4 separate regions of the Mus musculus genome follow, and regions 1, 3 and 4 are each linked to region 2. Evidence: chromatin contacts called from public HiCAR-type and HiChIP or PLAC-seq data. All regions are on one chromosome and are shown on one strand. Each heading gives the region's core, a stretch centred on a gene start, on an enhancer-like site or on the middle of the called end of the contact. The rest is flanking DNA. Distances are from core to core; before and after follow the strand shown. Region 1 has its middle 31 kb from the start of Gm35109. Region 2 has its middle 44 kb from the start of Irf4. Region 3 has its middle 20 kb from the start of Gm35158. Region 4 has its middle 20 kb from the start of Uqcrfs1.

The links. HiChIP or PLAC-seq counts read pairs in DNA pulled down with a chosen protein or histone mark. HiCAR-type assays count read pairs that join an accessible place to other places.
Region 1: a contact with region 2 is called in a CTCF HiChIP or PLAC-seq map of CD8 T cells, with 7 read pairs. The contact joins two enhancer-like sites. A contact is called at or near these places in 1 of 15 datasets of contacts at CTCF or cohesin (CD8 T cells), 2 of 484 Hi-C or Micro-C datasets (bone marrow-derived macrophages and nephron progenitors), 4 of 115 datasets of contacts at active chromatin or transcription factors (CD8 T cells, effector CD8 T cells, memory CD8 T cells and 1 more) and 1 of 9 other capture datasets (embryonic stem cells).
Region 3: a contact with region 2 is called in a HiCAR-type map of Th17 cells, with 3 times the contacts expected there. The contact joins two enhancer-like sites. A contact is called at or near these places in 1 of 15 datasets of contacts at CTCF or cohesin (CD8 T cells) and 4 of 115 datasets of contacts at active chromatin or transcription factors (CD8 T cells, Th17 cells, effector CD8 T cells and 1 more).
Region 4: an H3K27ac HiChIP or PLAC-seq map of CD8 T cells shows a contact between it and region 2, with 24 times the contacts expected there. The contact joins two enhancer-like sites. A contact is called at or near these places in 1 of 15 datasets of contacts at CTCF or cohesin (CD8 T cells), 2 of 484 Hi-C or Micro-C datasets (bone marrow-derived macrophages and nephron progenitors), 6 of 115 datasets of contacts at active chromatin or transcription factors (CD8 T cells, Th17 cells, effector CD8 T cells and 2 more) and 1 of 9 other capture datasets (embryonic stem cells).

Annotation. Positions count from the first base shown.
Region 1 is chr13:30,582,087-30,586,461 of GRCm38.p6, forward strand. No RefSeq gene overlaps it. Among named protein-coding and RNA genes, the nearest start is that of Gm35109, 31 kb to the right of the region's middle. Within about 2 kb of position 1,350, at least 27 of the 459 cell types and tissues checked have an H3K27ac peak or open chromatin away from gene starts, as enhancers often do. A contact at or near this core is called in CD8 T cells and bone marrow-derived macrophages, where this site is marked.
Region 2 is chr13:30,791,123-30,795,796 of GRCm38.p6, forward strand. It overlaps a transcript of Exoc2 not described here. Among named protein-coding and RNA genes, the nearest start is that of Irf4, 44 kb to the left of the region's middle. Within about 2 kb of position 1,374, at least 66 of the 459 cell types and tissues checked have an H3K27ac peak or open chromatin away from gene starts, as enhancers often do. A contact at or near this core is called in CD8 T cells, Th17 cells and bone marrow-derived macrophages, where this site is marked.
Region 3 is chr13:30,637,297-30,641,945 of GRCm38.p6, forward strand. No RefSeq gene overlaps it. Among named protein-coding and RNA genes, the nearest start is that of Gm35158, 20 kb to the right of the region's middle. Within about 2 kb of position 1,580, at least 3 of the 459 cell types and tissues checked have an H3K27ac peak or open chromatin away from gene starts, as enhancers often do. A contact at or near this core is called in Th17 cells, where this site is marked.
Region 4 is chr13:30,563,103-30,567,731 of GRCm38.p6, forward strand. No RefSeq gene overlaps it. Among named protein-coding and RNA genes, the nearest start is that of Uqcrfs1, 20 kb to the left of the region's middle. Within about 2 kb of position 2,024, at least 14 of the 459 cell types and tissues checked have an H3K27ac peak or open chromatin away from gene starts, as enhancers often do. A contact at or near this core is called in CD8 T cells and Th17 cells, where this site is marked.

The DNA.
Region 1 (4,375 bases), core at 100-2,599, 210 kb before region 2:
GAGTCTTCTTGGTTCTGACAATGGGAGGTGAGGTGAAGCTCACTGATAATGCACTCTCCTAGCATGTATGAGGTTCTGGGTTCAATTCCCAGCATCCACACAAAACCCTGGTAAACAGTACTTACTGAGTGCTGCCAGCCACTGTTCTGGGGCGGAACACAGAACAAAGCACTGTGCTTGCCACTCAGGGGGAGGAGGAGCTAACTGGGTCTTCTCAATAAGCCCATGTTTTCAACTGCCTGTGTTTGAAGCAACAGAAACAGAGCTCTGCATTTTACTTCTTGAGGTGCCCCGGAAGCTCTCAGGTTAAAAAAAGCATCTGGAATAATTTATCATGAAGTGAAAAAGGAGCTTCGGGCAAGCAGCCCTCAGCCACCCATAAATGACAGTACTGTATCACTACAGCGGAAGATGAACTTATTGATCTCGCAAGGGAGTGTAATGAACCGATGCTTGCTTGGTGGACACGGCAGCAGACAAAAAACTATCTAGCCACATAGTGCATGTAGTGGGCAGGAGAAGCCACAGAGTGGGAGACAGTTTCCAGAAAAGGGAAGCTGGAGTTGCATTTTCAAGCCATGTTGCAGACAGGCCCTGTGGGTGGAGCACCCATCCTGGGAAGATGAACTTGCTTCATGCCTGGTTTACAGCTCCTGGGTGCTTTTCATGGTCATACTGTGTTCCTCAGGGCACCCCCAGAGGGAGCTGCATAGCATGCTTCCTGTTTTATAGGCACTAGTGAAGGTAACTCTGAGGGTGGTGGCCATGGCTATGATCCTATCATGCAGGAGGCAGAAGTAGGAGGGTATCAGCTCACTAGATCCCTTCCAGTCTCAGACGTGTTTCCCTTTATGTAAAAAAAACTACCTCTTTATTCTTCTTCTTTCATAATGAAGGGTCAAAGGGTTGGGGAGGTGCTCGATGGTAGATGGGTTACCCAAATATAAGAGGCCATGGATTTGATCCTCTGTACTGGGGATGGGGGCCAGGCAAGGACGTTTCTTTACCTGTTTGAGTCTTCATCTCTGGCACCCAACATTCCTTAAAAGTACAAGCATGCCAAAAGAGTGACAGACAGTTGCTAAATTGGTCATCAGAAAAGTAAGTGACGCCTTCAAGGGAAAGCCAAGTTCCAACAGGGATTCATGTGCCTGGGACTTTGTACCAGTCTTTGGCTAGTTAAATGTCACCATCTGGACAGTGGGAAACTGCTGATTGTCACTCACTGAGTGTCTCCTGTGCAGAGGGACTGTCCTTCCCACTTCCCCAGTGTCCCCCAAGCTTGTGCAGGCTCTGGTTACCTGTTCTATTTCAAAGTAGCCAGGGTGTGGGCTAGGAGTTCCCCCAGAAGGAAGAAAAGGGAAGAGCTGTGTTCTGAAGAATGACCGGAGCCTCCACATAAAGGCTTCTCTTCTCTGGGGAGCCTTCGCTCTGTTGCAGCTGTGGAAGGCACTTCACAGGTCCATATCAGCAGGCTCTATGGAGATGCTCAGAAAACTCCTTCTTTTCTGCCAGCCATTAATTCCGTCCTTGTCCTGGACTGAAGAGTGGTGTTTTCCTTTGCATTTTGAGAATAGAGCCTTGACTAGCTCTAGCTCTGTTCTGTGTGTCCCAGTTTGAACCCTGAATCAGCAGCTACTTCTCAGACTACTTCAGGTTTGGGCCTGTGTTGAGGACAGGGACCACGCTTCAGCAGAAAGGTCAGTGATGTTCCAGATGTAAGAAGGAAGGAATCTAGAGATGTGAGTGCTCAGGCCTAATGGGGGCAAGGGTGTGTCTGTGACTTTTCCATTGGTGAAGTCCTGGACCACTAGGGAGAAACTTAGGAGATCACAGGAAAAACCCACAAGGGTGCCTCTCTCTGTGGAGAGGAAATCACCAAGTTGATAATAGTGAGAGAGAGAGAGAGAGAGAGAGAGAGAGAGAGAGAGAGAGAGAGAGAGAGAGAGAGGAGGATAGTACATAAGTACATACCAGGAAACCAAGCCATAAATTATGAAAGTATCAGTTACTCCCTGAGAGCCCCTGTTTTTAACTGACTTCTGTTGGTGGGGGAAGGGAATAGATCTATGTCTCAGGACTTTGGGTAGTAATTGCACATAGCAAAGCATTTCTTTCTTAATGTATAGGAAGAGCCAAGCTCTGGCTGAAATCCCATGAAACTGAATTAATTGTCTTGTCTTTTATTCTTCACTCCTGGGGAGGTCTGATTTCTCTCAGGTATCTGTGGATCTCCCAGAAGGCGAGGCTCTCCCAGGCACTGTGACTTCCATAATAGACTCCCTGGTGTCACTCTTCTCCCTCCGGGTCTACACATGTCATTTTGTGTGAATCCCATAGCCCAAAACCTTTACCTGAAATTTGAGATGTTTTCCCATAGAGTTTAGGGCATGAGTGCTCCCTGCTTTGCCCCAGGATCAATGAGAGGGTACCTTATATGTGTCCTTTCTCTTTCCTCCTACCCATCTCTGGGTCTATGCCACCATCCTGTGCAAACTCCACCCTCCCCTCCCCCATCAGCTCCACTAACTTCCTTCCTTCTTTTTATTTTGAATATTATAATTTAAAAAATTATTGCTTAATTATGTGGATTTTAGCCTATATGCATATCTGTGTACCATGTGTGCTCCCTGGTACCTACAGAGGCCAGAAGAGGGTGTCACATCCCCTGGAAATGGAGTTACAGATGGTTGTAAGCTACTCTGTGGGTACTGGGAATATATTTTTTTTGGCTTGAATTATGGCTCAGTGGCATAACATGTGCTTAGAAAGTTCCTAGGTTTCATCCCCAAATCACCAAATAATTCCTGTGGTGAATTTAGCACATACTAAAATGAGATAATCTCAGCATTTGCTCCAAACTGATTCCTCCAAGCTGGCAGTTCTCCCATCCAAGTACTAACCAGGCCTGACCCTGCTTAGCTTCCGAGATCAGGTGAGTTCAGGGTGGTATGGCTGTAGACACTGGTAATTCTTAATCTTCCTAATGCTTCAATCCTTTAATACAGTTCATCACATGGTAGTGACCCCAATCATATATATTTCATTAGCACTTCATAAATGTACTTTTTCTACTATTACAAGTCATAATATAAATATCCGGTATACAGAATTTCTGATACATAACCCTGTGTGAAAGGGTTGTTCGATCCCCAAAGGTGTCTTACACACAGGTTGAGAGTCAGTGCTCTAAGCTAAGCACAGTGGTGACTGTACTAAGCTAAGCACAGGGAACCTATACAATTCAGGAGGCCAAGACCAGAAGATTACTTGAGCCCAGAGGCCAGCCAGGGTAGCATCATGAGACTTTAAAACAAGCAAATGGGACTGGAGAGATGGCTCAGTAGTTAGGATCATTGACTGTTCTTCTAGAGGTCCTGAGTTCAGTTCCCAGCAATCTTAATGGAATCTGGTGCCCTCTTCTGGTGTGTCTGAAGACAGTAACAAGTGTACTCATATATATAAAATAAATAAATCTTTTTTTTTAAAGCAAATGATGAAGTGATTTAAGCACACATTTCTGTAAACATGTGATGGCCTGTTTCATATTACCTACCAATATCTGCATGAATTAAGGTGTCTTCAAAGATGAGAAGCAGTTTCCAGTATAGAAAAAACGAACATAGGCAAAAATCTTCTGTCTAGCACACAAGCTACCCAGCTTCTCTGAGGCAGTATCTTAAGTCTGGAATAGCACCTTTTATATTTGTTTATGTGCTTATCATACTTACTTGGGCCAGATGTATCTTTTTCTAATGAAGCAAACTGTCCAACAGCATCTGGCAAGATGAGTCAGAACCAGCACCTTCCATAGTTCTCAGGCAAAAACCTCCTGGCCCTCAGGCAAAGCCCCTAGGGGCAGAGAGTCTCAAGCTTTCACACCTCAGACAAGACACTCCCTTCTGTGCTAACAGCTCAAAGGTCACCTTGAATGTCACTGTGAGCACAGTGGTTGGTTGCCTCTCTAGCTCTCAAGCAGTGTTTAGATGTAGGAACTAGGAAGCGGAGGAGCATGGGGAAGAGTGATGAAGAGGGATGCTGCTCCGGGCCAATCACTGAGGAGAGAGTACTCAGGGATACCCACGGGAGGACCAAGTGGTGGAACTTAACTCACAGTCAAAGTCATTGTCCCCTCTACAGTCTTTAAGTTCTGCACCCTCCACATTTAAGACTTGTGTTAGTCATGTGAGGCCAGTTTGAATTGTGCTGAAGAAGCTAAGAGAAATCTGACTGAGCTCTCACCAGTGGTACCATGAGTCAACATGCCAAGAAAGAGTGGCACAGCGTGGCAGCCAGGAGATGGGACAGACTCACCAGGTGGATATGAGAAAGAGATGCTGTGGGTCTGGTGGGAGAGGGTCTTGAAAAGCTCGGA
Region 2 (4,674 bases), core at 124-2,623:
CTGAGCCTATGGATGAAAGTAGGGACAGGTGACTGGATGGAGGATCACAGGTAAGAAGTGGGAGCAGGCTTTATAGCCATCTTGACAAGGCCCTACCCCATGCAGCTTAGCCATAGTTTACATGATGGGCTTTGGTGGAGTCTGAGAGGCAACCAGATTCAACGCTGCTGCATTTTCCTCTGGAAATGTTTTGAGCCTGTATACTGGCTAGTTTTGTGTCAACTTGACACAGGCTGGAGTTATCACAGAGAAAGGAGCTTCAGTTGAGAAATGCCTCCATGAGATCCAGCTGTAAGGCATTTTCTCAATTAGTGATCAAGGGGGAAAGGCCCCTTGTGGGTGGGATCATCTCTGGGCTGGTAGTCTTGGGTTCTAAAAGAAAGCAAGCTGAACAAGCCAGGGGAAGCAAGCCAGTAAAGAACATCCCTCCATGGCCTCTGCATCAGTTCCTGCAGCTTCCTGACCTGCTTGAGTTCCAGTCCTGCATCCTTTGGTGATCACCAGCACTGTGGAAAAGTGTAAGCTGAATAAACCCCTTCCTCCCCAGCTGCTTCTTGGTCATGATGTTTGTGCCGGAATAGAAATCCTAAGACAGCCTGTCTCTTAGCCTCCTGCCCCAGGTTCTAACTCCTGAATCTTCCTGAGTTTCCAGGTTTAGGGCTTCCAGTACCCTCCAACACAACTCTCAGGACTTGCTTGCCTGGCTCCCTACCTAGGATAGCTGAAGAGTGAGAAAACATATCTTGGGGGGGGGGGGGGAAGACAGGGCCCAAGGCAGAGGCGCTTCTGAAGAGGAAGCCCAAGCAGATGCTGCCCTCCACATGCAGTGGGGGAGACAGGCAGGAGCCCCAAACATGAGCTGGATGGAAGCCCATTCTCTTGGAAGCAGCTGGGCAGTTCTAGTGTAGACAGTATTCAGTATACAAAAGATGGTGGTCAAAAGGAACCCGGTTGACAAGACACTTTGTGTATCCTGCAGGCTGTTTCCCTTGACTCTGTCTTCCTGGTTTGTCCCCCTGTCCATCCATCCATCATTTCAGCTTCCCAACTTGGGTTGAAGTAGGTGGCCCCAATGGTCTCCTAAGTGAGGTATGAGGCGTGAGGAGCCCTCCTGGGCTGCCTCAGGTTGGGGACAGCCGCCAGCACATCCTCCTCACCTCTTTAACCTATTTAGTGAATGACTTATGCAATTGAAAGAAAGAAAAAAAAAACCCCAAACCAAACAACAACAGTAACGCAAGCAAGCCACAGCCTCACTGAGTTCCACCAGGAAAGTTAACTTTCTTGGTGGAAAGAGTGATACAGAGCTTAATCCTGTTTAGCTGGCACAGGCAGCTGCCACGGCTCTGTGAAAAAGAGGCGCGGCTGGCCTGACTCAGTGGAAGGAAGTGGTGTGTTTCCATCGCTGAACTAAAAAACAAGGTGGTTTGAGGAACGGCCTGCGTGTCTTTGGCATTTCCCTGTCTTGTTTATGAAATGAGGTGGGAATGAAGTCAGGGTTACTCTAATCTCGTCTTTTACAAGAAACCAAGAAGCCCTCGGTGGAAGGCAGGCTGGAAGCACTGGGGAAACTCAAGGGCAGTGGGACAAGCAGGGGGCTGATATGCTGCCTGCCTCTCCAACAACTGAATTTTAAATAGCCGGCCACCCTTGCCTTATCATTGAATCGTAGGCCAAGAAGTGATCTTATTTAAAACTGGACACACACACACACACACACACACACACACACACACACACACACCACTCTCAAGACCCAAAAGAACATAGGCACACACTGAGGGGGACCATGTGAGGATAAAAGGAAACATTATCTCCAAGCCAGAGAGTCTTAGGCAACCAGCCCAGTCTATGATCTGATCTTATATGTCAGCTTTAGGGATTATAAGCAAACGGTCTGCAGTAGTCAGTGCTGTGCAGCCTGGTGTTTCTTACAGGAATTCAGCATGCTTTCTAGAGTCTGATTTTTGCAAAGAAGCCTAAAACCTATTGAAGTGGATCCTCATTTACAGCTGAGGAAAATAAGCTTCCCTAATTTGGGCCCTCATACCCAACAGGAACCAGTCCTATTTCCCAAGTGTCCCATACATGCCTGATTGGGAGGAACAAGGGTACAGGAAGGTGTGTGGCCAGGTGGTTTCAAATGGGGACCAGGAAAGCACAGAGCGGCTGTTGCTAGTGCCCAGGAAAGGGGCAGAGGCAAAGGAGGCAGAATGGGCTGACTGGACTGGTACCAAAGGTGGCTGTGGGTTGGGTCTCTGGGCCGAGATCCAACTTCCACTGTAGAGGGTGCCCTGCCTGGTCAGGAGGCCATGGTAGAAAAGGGGGCAGTGACAGGCTACCCCAGTGTCAGCGAGGACAGGATGAGAGCCATGGGAAAGCTCTGGCTGCCCCTGACTTAAGAAAGGGATTGTCGTATCTGTGGTAAGACAGAGAGGGGAGGACCAAGAAAGATCCTAGGCATGTGTAACTGCCCATCTGATGATCAGAGACTTGCCAAAGGAGCTGTACTGCCAACACTACCTGGAGCTGGGGCATGGCTACAGTGCCCAAGGTCGTGGCATCAAGACCCTAGAGCTGCCAAGAACAGTGCCAGGGAGACAAAGAGAAGATAGTGGCAGGGTGAGGAGAAGAAGCACAGGTGACCAGGAAAGAAGTGACCAGGAAGCCAGGGAGAGCCATATCTCATGGAGTGCTGCCAGGACCCTGAGTCAGTGATCCTGGCAGCTGCAGTTTGGGAGTAACCGATGAAAGTCAGAGAGACAAGATGAATTGTCAGAATGCTGAGTCCGGGTGATTTGAGGAGTGACTATACGGAGGAGAACTGAGGGACTTGGCCAGTGTAGGGGTGCCCTGAGAAGAGAGACTGTTTCTTGAGGGAACTAGTGAGGCGTTTGTGCCTGTGAGAACGATGCGGTACAGAGAATACCTGCTAATGCAAGGGGTCATGTAGAACCACAGGTTATAACAGCCTGGAGGGCATGCAACGGGGCCAAGCGCCACCTCCCACTTCTTCCCCACTAGGAAGACCCAGTTCTGTTCTCCTTCCAAGAAGCCATGGCACTTACGGGAGGCCCCTAAAGTGACTGAGTTCTCACCAAGCAGAGATGTGACATTTCCTGGCAGGTGGGGTGGTTTTTCCACCCTCCTGTGAGCAGAGACTGCAGGAATTTGCCTGTCTTTCTTCTGACCCCAGACTTACCACCATGCACAGCAAGTACTTTGGGATCTTAAGGAGACTGTTTGAAAATCAGAGTAAACAAGCGGAAAATGACAGTGGGTTGGCTACTTGGTGTCCCTGGCCACTAGAAACCAAACGCTAGCCTCTCGTTAGGTGAGACCGTGAATGCCACATGGGTCAGCTTTTTTCTTTCTTTCTTTCTTTCTTTCTTTCTTTCTTTCTTTCTTTCTTTCTTTCTTTCTTTCTTTCTTTCTTTCTTTCTTTCTTTCTTTCCATGTCTTTGATCTTAGAACTAGAGCATAGAGTGTCCTCACCTATGTTCTGAAAGAGATCTGACAGCATTGTATCACATCAATAAATAACTGAGAAAAACCAACCACCTTAGAAAGAAGAAGGGTTTTCCGAGGGTCACTTGAGAGGGCTTCGCCTGTGGTGTGCTGACTTCCACTGTAGTAAGCACTATAACAGCTTGTCACATGGTGGAGGGATACCACTTCCCTCCTGGCTGGGAGTCAGAGGCAGGCTAGGAGTGCTACAATCTATTTCAAGGACACACTCCCAATGACCTAAACCTTAACATAAGTCCTATTTCCATTTACGAGTCCACTACCTCCTTGGGGACCAGTCCTCTAGCACATGCACACTTGGGATTTGTATTTCAAAATAATTTAACTTTTCCTTTAAATATTTAAAATGTGTGAAGGAAGACACCTACGCCTAGGAGTTTCTTTGTGAGAGGAACATTAACTATAAATACAGTTGTACCTGTTCAGGTTATTGAATTCTTCTCCTTCTTTGGAATAGGGTCTCATACTATAGGCCATACTAGTCTCCAATGTACTATGTATCCTGGGTTGGCAGGAGAGGCTGAGCAAGGCAAGGGTGATGGTGTGAGCATTCAGGGGCCCTGGGAGGCATGAGGTCCATCTGGCTAGTGGAGATCTTGAAGGAAAAGGAAAGAGAAAAGGAGAGATATGAGACCTGGTTTGAAGACGGAGGCTTTGATATTCTGAAACATAACATTCTCTTCGGTAGTGGAAACAGAGCACTTGTCACTAGAAGGGAGGATGCTAATTTCATGTCGAATGCATTCCCTGCCTCTAGAGCAGCGGCTCTCATCCTTCCCAATGCTGCAACCCTTTAACAGAGCTCCCCATGTTGTATTTCGTTGCTACTTCATAACTGTAGTTTTGCTACTGTCATGAATCATAATATGAATATGTGATATGTAGGATATCTGATATGCCATCCCCAAAGGGGTAGTGACCACAGGTTGAGAACCACTATCCTAGAGGATGCTGTGTCAATGAGGGGCAAAGGGCTCCCTGAGTCCCAGGGCTCTTCACGCTCGCTGGAAACCACGTGAGCACTTGCTCATCTCCAGACTCTTTCCCAAGTCCCCTCTTCTTGCTTTCAGGACTGGTCCTAGCGAGGCACCTGTACTCTAAAGCTCTTTGGGGATAGAAACACTCAAGCACCACTTTCACTTTTAA
Region 3 (4,649 bases), core at 330-2,829, 150 kb before region 2:
TTGTTCTTTGCTGGTATGTAGAAACATACCTAATCTTTGTGTGTTGATCTTATAAGCTATGATTATTCCTCCACTGAGGACATGAGAAAGCTGATACTGAAAATTATAGACAATTTCAAGTGGCCCACAGTAGCCAAATTAATCTTGAGAAATTGTGGTCTAGTAGATTCTTTAGAACCTTGACTGTTGTGTCTCCTGCCACTGCAGATAGCTAGCTTCTTCCTTTTCAATTTGATTTCCTTCTTCTCCTTATCTGATTTTTCTTACTAGAATCTTTGATACTGAATCAGAGGTGAGAGCAGACAACCTTGTCTTGAAGGGAGACTAGGAAATCTAAAAGGGAAAGGTTTTCAGTCTTTCACTATTGAACCTGATGTCATCTGTATGTTCCACAAATGGCTGGTAACACATCTAAGAAGATGTATAAAAACTCCAGCTTTGTGAATCATTTTTAAGCTTGAAGCCATACTGAATTTTATCAAATGCCTTTTGCATCAAATGAGATGATCACGTGTTTCCATTCATTTGTCCTGTTAATTTTAGATTGTTTGGTGGGCATACAAAGTGATGGTCTAATTGTGACATTTTCATATGTACATCTCACTAAGCTGTTCCTATCCTCCCACACATCTCTTCCCCTCCACCACCCCCTTGATGCCCTACTAACTTAATAGATCTAATATAGTGATTATTTTCAATATTTCTTTTAACCACCTTTGTTCGTGGTGGGTAATTCTCACTGACTCAGTGTGTAATGTCATATATCATATGATTTAATTTGCTAATGTTAGGTTGAGATTGTTGCATTTGCATTTTTGAAAGATATTTGTCTATAATTATCTTGTGGTTTTTTTTTTTTTTAGCCTTGCTCTTCATGTGATGGTGGATTTTTACAAGTTAAGATGGTTTTCCTCCTCCTCTACCTCCTCCTCCTCTTCTTCCTCCTCCTCCCTTCCTCCTTGTTTTACAAGAGTTTGTAAAGAACTGTTATTGATTATTCTTAAACATGGAATAGAATTCACCACTGAAGCTGTATGGCCCTGGATTCTTTATTGAGAGGTATTCACCCTTGATTCAATCTTTGGTGACAAATCTGTAGAGGTTTTCTATTTCTTTGTATGTCAGTTTGGATAATTTATGTTTCTAGGAATGTGTACAGTTCATTTAACTAACTTATCTGATTTGTTGGTACATACTGTTCCTAGTAGTCATGTCTAACATTTCATTTCTGTAAAGCTAGTACTAATTTCTCTACTCCTGTTTCTGACTTCACTCTTTTGCATCTCCTGTTTTCCCGCTTTCTGTCTCAGTAGACCTGTTGAAAAGTCGGCTACCTATATTGTTGACTGACTCTATTTTTTGCTCTAGGTTTCCCTTATCTCCAGTCTGATATTTGCTATTTCCTTCCTCCTTCAGGTTTTGTAGATGAAAGTTGGTGTTTTCTTCTCCTGGTGTGTGGTATATATCCTCAAGGTGTAAAGGTGCTTTGTCCACTCACGTTTGTCTAGGTTTAATAGGCGGGCACTTGGATTATACAGTTGCCTGTCAGCTTTGCCTTTGATGGGTTCTTAAATTTAGTATGCTGTTTCTGCTTTCAACCATTTCTGAGTATTTCCCCATTTCCCTTCTGATCTCTTCTTTGACTCTGTTGTACTTTGAAAACAGGTGGTTCATTTTCACACACTTGTGATTTTTCCATTATTCTACCATGCTCTGGGTTTCTAGCCATGGTTTCATTCCACTGTGGTTGGAGTAGACACGATCTATCTTGGAGAATGTTCCATGTGTGTGTGAGAAGAAAGCATATTGTGTATTTCTTAGGTGATCTGCGTGATTGTTGGATTTAGTCAGCTCATCCTGTTATTTAAGCTCTCTGCTAAGCCACCTTCTGTCTGATTGTTGCATCTATTATTTAAAAGGGATATTGAAGTCTCCAAGTCTTGACTATTTTTTCCTTCATTATATTACTTTACTGATGGGTGTCAGTCTGGTGCTGCTATGTATTCAAATGCTAAATGCTGGCCCCAAAGATCTGTTTGCCCCCATGAGCAGATCCTCATGTACACCAAGTGATGCTATATAAACCTTGCTCTCCAATGTAAAGTTATAGGTTAAATAAAACAAAAGTGGCTACAGCCAATTATTTGGGAGAATAGAAGTAGGTGGGGTTTCTGTTACTGAGCTGGGTGTCTCAGGTAGGAACCACAAGAAGGAGAAGGAGATGAAGGAGAAAGGAGATGGGAGAGCAGAAGGCTTCCATTATATGTGATGGACCAGGAACATGTGGTCAGAAGAAATGAACGCAGAGGACAGGCTGATGGAGTGGAGCCCCAGAAAGACTCAAACAGCAAATAACGAGGGACGTATACCTGGGATGGAAGTTACAATAACTCATGACTTGCCCAATCTAGGCTTATAGCTTGTAAAGAAGACCTGGATTTTGTGTCTTTTATACAGACGCGGATGAGCTAGAATATATAAATCCCTTTTACAGATGAAAATTAACGTGGGAAGCATATAACCGAAACCTTTTATTTCATATTCGGCTATTAGACTGAGCCCTGGGTAAAAGATGGTTTCTAGCCAAAGAACAGATAAGAAAAGCCACATACATTTCAGAGGCACTCTGTTAAGAGAAGCCTTTGCTTTTCAGCAAAGCCAGCAGGGGATAGCAAGCTGATTCTGCACTAGGGTCACTTTTGGACTGTAGTTTCTCAATGCACTGCCCAGAGCTATGGCCCAAGGACACATCTGTCACCTGCCAAGGAAAAAGCACTCCCTGGCTAGAAGTTAGCTGGTGCAAATCAAAGAGCAAAGGGAGGTTCCAACTAAGGAGCTGGAGTTAACCACCATGAACACATGTTGGTCTGAGGAGTATATAGCCACACAAAAGGATAACAAGAACCTGTTCCCAATGCTACACTGCGACTGAAAAAACCCAAACTTCTAAACTGGGTATAAAATTTCATAGGAAGAAATATATACTTGTCTCTGAAGGAAATGAGTGTTAGAAAAAATATTTTCTATGTTTTCTATGTTAAAAATAAAATTAAAAAGGGGGCAGGGGAGATGGTTTAGCAGTTAAGAGCACTGACAGATCTTCCAGAGGTCCTGAGTTCAATTCCCACAACCACATGGTGGCTCACAACTATCTGTTATGGGATCTGATGCCCTCTTCTGGTGTGTCTGAAGAGAGCAACAATATACTCACAATAAATAAATAAATATATCTTTAAAAGAAAGAAAGAACAAAAGACAGACAGACAGAAAGAAAGAAAGAAAGAAAGAAAGAAAGAAAGAAAGAAAGAAAGAAAGGAAGACACAATGTCAATGGACATATGGATTATATATAATTTTGCTATACTTATCAACATAAAAATAATTATTTTTTCAGTAATGATTACAATTTTATATATCCTTTTAAAGATAGATCAAAATAAGACAGACTTGGAAAAAGGAAAGACTGAGAAATTAGATGCTAATTTGGAGACCATAAAATAGAGATTGGACAATTTTTGAATCAAAATAAGAAACCTTGAGAAGATTCCAATCTGGAACTTACAATAACCAAACAAGTAATTCCAGATTTTTAAAAAGCTACAAAGGCTTAAAGAATTAAAATAGCAGCCCATAAAAATACAATAATATATTGAGCCAGGCGTGGTGGCGTACGCCTTTAATCCTAGCACTCGGGAGGCAGAGGCAGGTAGATTTCTGAGTTCGAGGCCAGCGTGGTCTACAAAGTGAGTTCCAGGACAGTCAGAACTATACAGAGAAACCCTGTCTCAAACAAACAAACAAAAAATACAATATATTACATTGAAAATCCACATTCTACTTATGGATACTACCTTAGAACAATGTCATACAATGAAATGTGTGTTTAATCTTATAGAGTTTGGAGAACTGAGATAGGTACATGTGTTGACGCACCTTGCTACTGATGCATATTCAGAATTCCAGTGGGTCTTGAATTATGAAAAGGATGATTCTGAGACTACACAGCTACTAGAAATGGTGACTGTCTTGTAAATGCCTTTGATGGTCAGAACTAATATTGCGCAGGCCGATATAGTCATTAGAATACAACTGTTCTAAATACATTATGGCAAAAAGCCTGTTCCTGATATAGTTTACAATCCTACAGGTCCAACCATTATGGAGAAATCAAACAAAAATTTAAGGGAGGTGTTCCTACAACAAAGGGAGGGTAAAAATCACCCAGGGTTACATTAAATGATATTTTGTTGACTTTAAATATTTTACAAGTCAATGAAGCAAGTAACACAGCTATTTTTTTTAAAAAACTCACTAAGATTTAGAAAGTACTGCTGAATTATATTAGCCTATAGAAATCCTGATTACAAAATGGAAAAAAAGGGTGGTGGGTTGGAGATGAGGTGGGGACACCATTGTGAACTATGCATGCATAGGTACAGAAATGATTATAGGCATCAATGTATTCCATGCCTCTGAAAGGGGTGAGATTGATCAGAAATAACTACTGCATGCTGCCTTGATTTCCAAATAGTCTTCAACAAAAGAAAGAAAGAGAGGGAATATGGAAGGAGGGGGGGAGGGAGGAGAGGTGGGAGGGAGGGAAGGAGGGAGATAAAGAAGAAAGAAAAAAAAAACAAAAGGGAAAAATA
Region 4 (4,629 bases), core at 774-3,273, 230 kb before region 2:
CACACTGAGGTTCCCAACCCAATGGTCATGTTGGGGGAGTCATCTGTTATGTGTGTGGACTCTGAAACACATACTGATCTTCCATGCATCAGATAGCTACTGAGATAGCTGTACAGTAATGTATACCACTGTGGATACGAACTTCCATTTCAGACCTGGAGAACCAGATGAACTAGTTCAAAGTGAGACATCCCAACCAATCCCAGTGGCCCCTTTGGTGAGCAAGCAAGGACTTGTGGCTCACCACGAGGTCAGATCCCTTCTCTCAAACCTCCTAAGAAGGGCTATGCACATAATAACCAAGACCCTTTGGCTTTGCCTTTCTTCACATTCATGTTTTCTTTTAAAGGAAACCTTATACATATAGAAGAAACAGCAATGGCATTAGAGGTCATCTCCACAGAATGCAGGGGGCCAGGTGTCTTCAGTTCTAGGCAAGAAGAAACCTTGAGGTTCCAGGAAGTCTTGTCTGTCTAAAACAGAACACTGCCAGTAGAGGTCATATCTAAAAGCAAAGATGGCAAATGTGGTCTGTCCTGCCCACCACCAATATCTATGTGTAGGGATGGCTTGGTTCTTCTTAAAAAAAATGTAAATATTAACAACAAAAAGTCTTTGGTGTAACAAAAGTGTCTGCTGGGACATTATTATGTTAGTCCATTTCTGAGGGATAATTGTGTTTGTAACCCTGAGGGGTTTGCCTGAGGCCCCCAGTCAAAGAACACTTGACTGGTTGGTGAATCCCCCTGTGTTCTACATTCTTTTGCATGCCCAGCATCAATCCGAGCATACTGCTTACCTGTGGGAAGTGGGACAAGGGGAACAAACCTGCTGCTGAGTGATTGTTTCTGTGCTACACCTAACAATGCTCTTTGTTTCTATCCACAAAGCAGTAGCAAGCTGGCTTGGTAGCTTGTACACAGAGTAAAGTCAAATATCGACCAGTCTTTAATCTTACTGTAGAAACCAATTTGAATTTATTTTGTATTTCGTTCCCCAGACTACAGAGAGAGGCAATATGGATGATGTTTGTGTAGTATATCTCTATTTCCAGTTCTACAGAGAGCCTGTGCTGGACAAACTGGTGGATGTCCCTCAGTAAAAAGACGGGGAAACCAGCGGTATCTAAGCCTAAAGCTCTTCAAACATGCAGTTTGAAGGATGAACTGGCCTTTTGCAATGAAATATCCTTTTGGTTAAAATAGCAGCCATCAAATCCATAACAATGTATTGAGTACCTGCAGAACAGGCCTCTTTATGATTGGTTTCTAAAGTTATCGCATTTAAATGGTTGGCCCTCCATGTTCCAAGTCTCAAAGTACTTGCACATATATCCGTTGCTCAACAAAACTCGGTCATCTAAGACCATGTTGTCACCCCTATGTCTGGCCATCAGTGAACACAAGTAACAGCTGTGCTTTATTGAAGATTGTTCCAGACCCTCTTGCAGGCTCCTTATGCAAGCAAACTTGTTCACTACCATAGCAGCTTTGTACATAGGTAATACAATTGTCCTCATTTTATGGCTGATTAAAGTGAAGCACAAAGAGGTAAATATGCTCCCAATCTCCCTGCTCCTGTTTGGCAATGTTGGAGTAAGAAAGAGCAGTCAAACTCCAGATCACAGCACATACTACTAGAATGTACCATCTCAAAGAGGAAAATGAATCGAAGGAGAGAAAGCCATTGTGTAGAAACTGTCGGGGTAGCCAGGGGCAGAGCTGAGATCCATGCCTAGCTAGCTTATGAACGTTACTGGGACTCCAGGACAAAACCTACATCCAATAATCACAGTGTGCCCAAAGATGCACCGTGAGATGTTCCTGTGGTCTGAAGAGCTATGTAACTCTTCCATCTTGGGTTTCTGGTAACTCTCGACAATGTCCCCTGCCCAGTAGCCAATACTAATGTCACTTTCCAGTAGCCCACAATTTCCAATGAACTAGTTGTAGAGAGCTGGTTCTTACAGCCTAAGAGGTCTCCACTAGTGCCCTCAGCCTTAAGACGTGATTCAGAGACAGAGGTTCTGAAGCAAAGGGCAGACTGCTGGGTTCTAGTCCTAGCACTGTGTGACTCAGAGTCAGTCACTTCCTTTCTAGGAACATTTTCATCAGAGGGACGATGGGAACCAGAAGCCTCTGAAATCCCCATCTCCTCACTGTGTCCCCCTAGCACACATCTGTGACTGTTTTGGAGACCCCTTCTATATCCCTGAGTGCCTACCCTGAGCCTCTCCTGGGCTTCCCAATAAGTCATACACCAGGACCTTTTTGCCCTGTGTTTTATCCTCTCAAGACCCTGTGCTGATCTGTGACTAAGAATGCTTATCTCTTTATCACAGAAGCTAAATGGTTGTCGTTTCTTAATAATTCCCTTCTCCCAGGGGAACTCATGCCTCAGCCCTTTTCTTTTCTCTTCTTTTCTCTTCTCTTCTTTTCTTTTCTTTTTCTTTCTTGTCTTGTCTTGTCTTTTTTTTTCAAAGTAGAATTTTTATTAATTCTCTGGAAGTTTCACACCATGCTCCCCAATCATATTCACTCCCCAGCCCTGTGTTTGCCTTCCCAGTTGTGACCTCTCCCCTAAAAATATTTTAAAGATAAAAAAAGAGTAAAACATCTAATGTGTGCTATCTGCATGTACTCACTGGAGCTTGGCCAAACTCTCCCTAACCTGCCCTTAAACAGAACTGAGTCCTTCCCCTGCCGCACTTCCACCAGAAGCCATCAATCGTGGAGAGCTACATCAGCATCCTTATCATACTCTTGAGGTGTTCTCTTCAGTGGCTTCTAGTCTAGGCTGTTACTTTTGGGGAGAGAGGGGGTTGTGAGGGATAAGGGGTGTCACTGAAGTTTTCCACACTCCTCCCCCTCAACTATGTGTCTGCAGTTATTGATACGACAACCAAAGTAATCTCCTTGATCTTTGCCGTCAGTGCAAGCACAGACCATGTGCCTTCACACTGTTTCTGGAGACCATACTGACTACGAGCATGGTCCCCTCCTGCAGTAGGGGCCCAGACAAGTAGAACAAGGCCCTTGAAGGCAGCCCAGACCATCGACATCAACACAGCCTCTGGTGGCAGTGCAGGCCACAGATGGGCACATGGCAGAAGAGTGTGCCTGCCAGTGGATGTGTTGATGTCTGTGGCACGTGCTACCACCAAGGGTCATGCAGATGCCCATGGTCTGTGCTGTAGTCTAAGGCCATGCTGACATCCGTGGGTTGTGCTGTCCCTGGAGCCATACAGATATGAGTGGCCTGGACTGTCACCCAAGGCCATGCTGATGTTTGGGTCCATGCTGCCACCAAGGGCCATGCCTAGGTCCAAGGCCCTGCTGCAGTCAGGGTTGGTGTTGATGTTCGAGGCCCAAGTTACCATCAAAGGCCTTGTGGATTCATGGGCTGTGCTGCTACCTAAAGCCCTGTTGCTGCCCATGGGCTGTGCTGCTGCTGGGGCCCATGTCTCAACTCTCTTAAGTCACATCTATCAGAAGCTAATGCTCACCCCTGTCCTTTTAGAAACAAAAGCCGAGCTGGAGAAAAACAACCTTGCAAGTGTTGGTCTTTTGTTCCATGGTTATACAGAAGCCTGAATTTGCTAGCATTGTATTTATTGTTAAGTCATCAAACATGTATTTGTTAAACATTTACTACATGTACCCAAACCCTCCAATCCATCTCCACACACAGAAGGGTGACAAACCACACCGGGACATCCAAGAAGCCTCTCCAGTGGTCGGACCTGAGACTTTCATCCCAAGAGACTTGGTGGCTCTTCCTCGAAGCTCTGGGCCGGTGACAAAGATAGGCCAGTCAGACCACTTGTGTGCAACTGTAGCGTTGTCTTCTTCACTAATCCAGGAGCGACATATCCTCTGGAGGGAGCCAGAGGACTGTGGAAGAGGCCCCGACCATGCACAGCGACTTCTGCATGTGTCCTGCCATGGTCTCATGTTCTCTTCTGGATCAGAGTTGTGGCCAACTTCCTAAATCATTGATGTAAATTGTAAATAATCCTAAAAATAAGATTTTCTTTCTTTCCAAGTAGCTTATTTCCCCATGTTTAATGTAGAAATGGAATATGTATCCACTGGTAGCTCTTAATTTTAGGCAATACTTTCCGCCCTTTCAAAACCGATCAGTAGGCCCCTTTAGGCAAAGTGCTATTCACATTTGAATTCTGGTTGAGGCCTGCCTTGGAGTTCTTGGTACTTCCAAACCCAGTTCTTTTTGTCTTTCCCTTGATGTGGTTCAGAGAAAGGTAGTTTGAAATGGAGAAACTCTGTGACAATGACACTGGAAAATGAAGCCACCAGAACAGCCCTCACCTTCCATTTCAGGCTAGTTACCAGGCCAATGGAAGTGTGACTCTTCAGATGACTAAAAATATGAACGTATCACAGAAAGTCCTTCATGAGCCATACCTCTGATGACCCGAATGTGAGATGTGGTTGATTGTCTCAGAGCTTGAGAGAGTAAAAGAGAAAAGATGAGGAAGACCTCTCGCTCTTCAAGTTCAGGGGCTGGGTCTAAAATCAACTATCATGGAGCTGAGCTGTCTAGCCTGCCCCTGTGGCAAGGGCTGTCGTTACAAACAGCTCCACTAACTCCTTTTGGCAGTCATTTGTG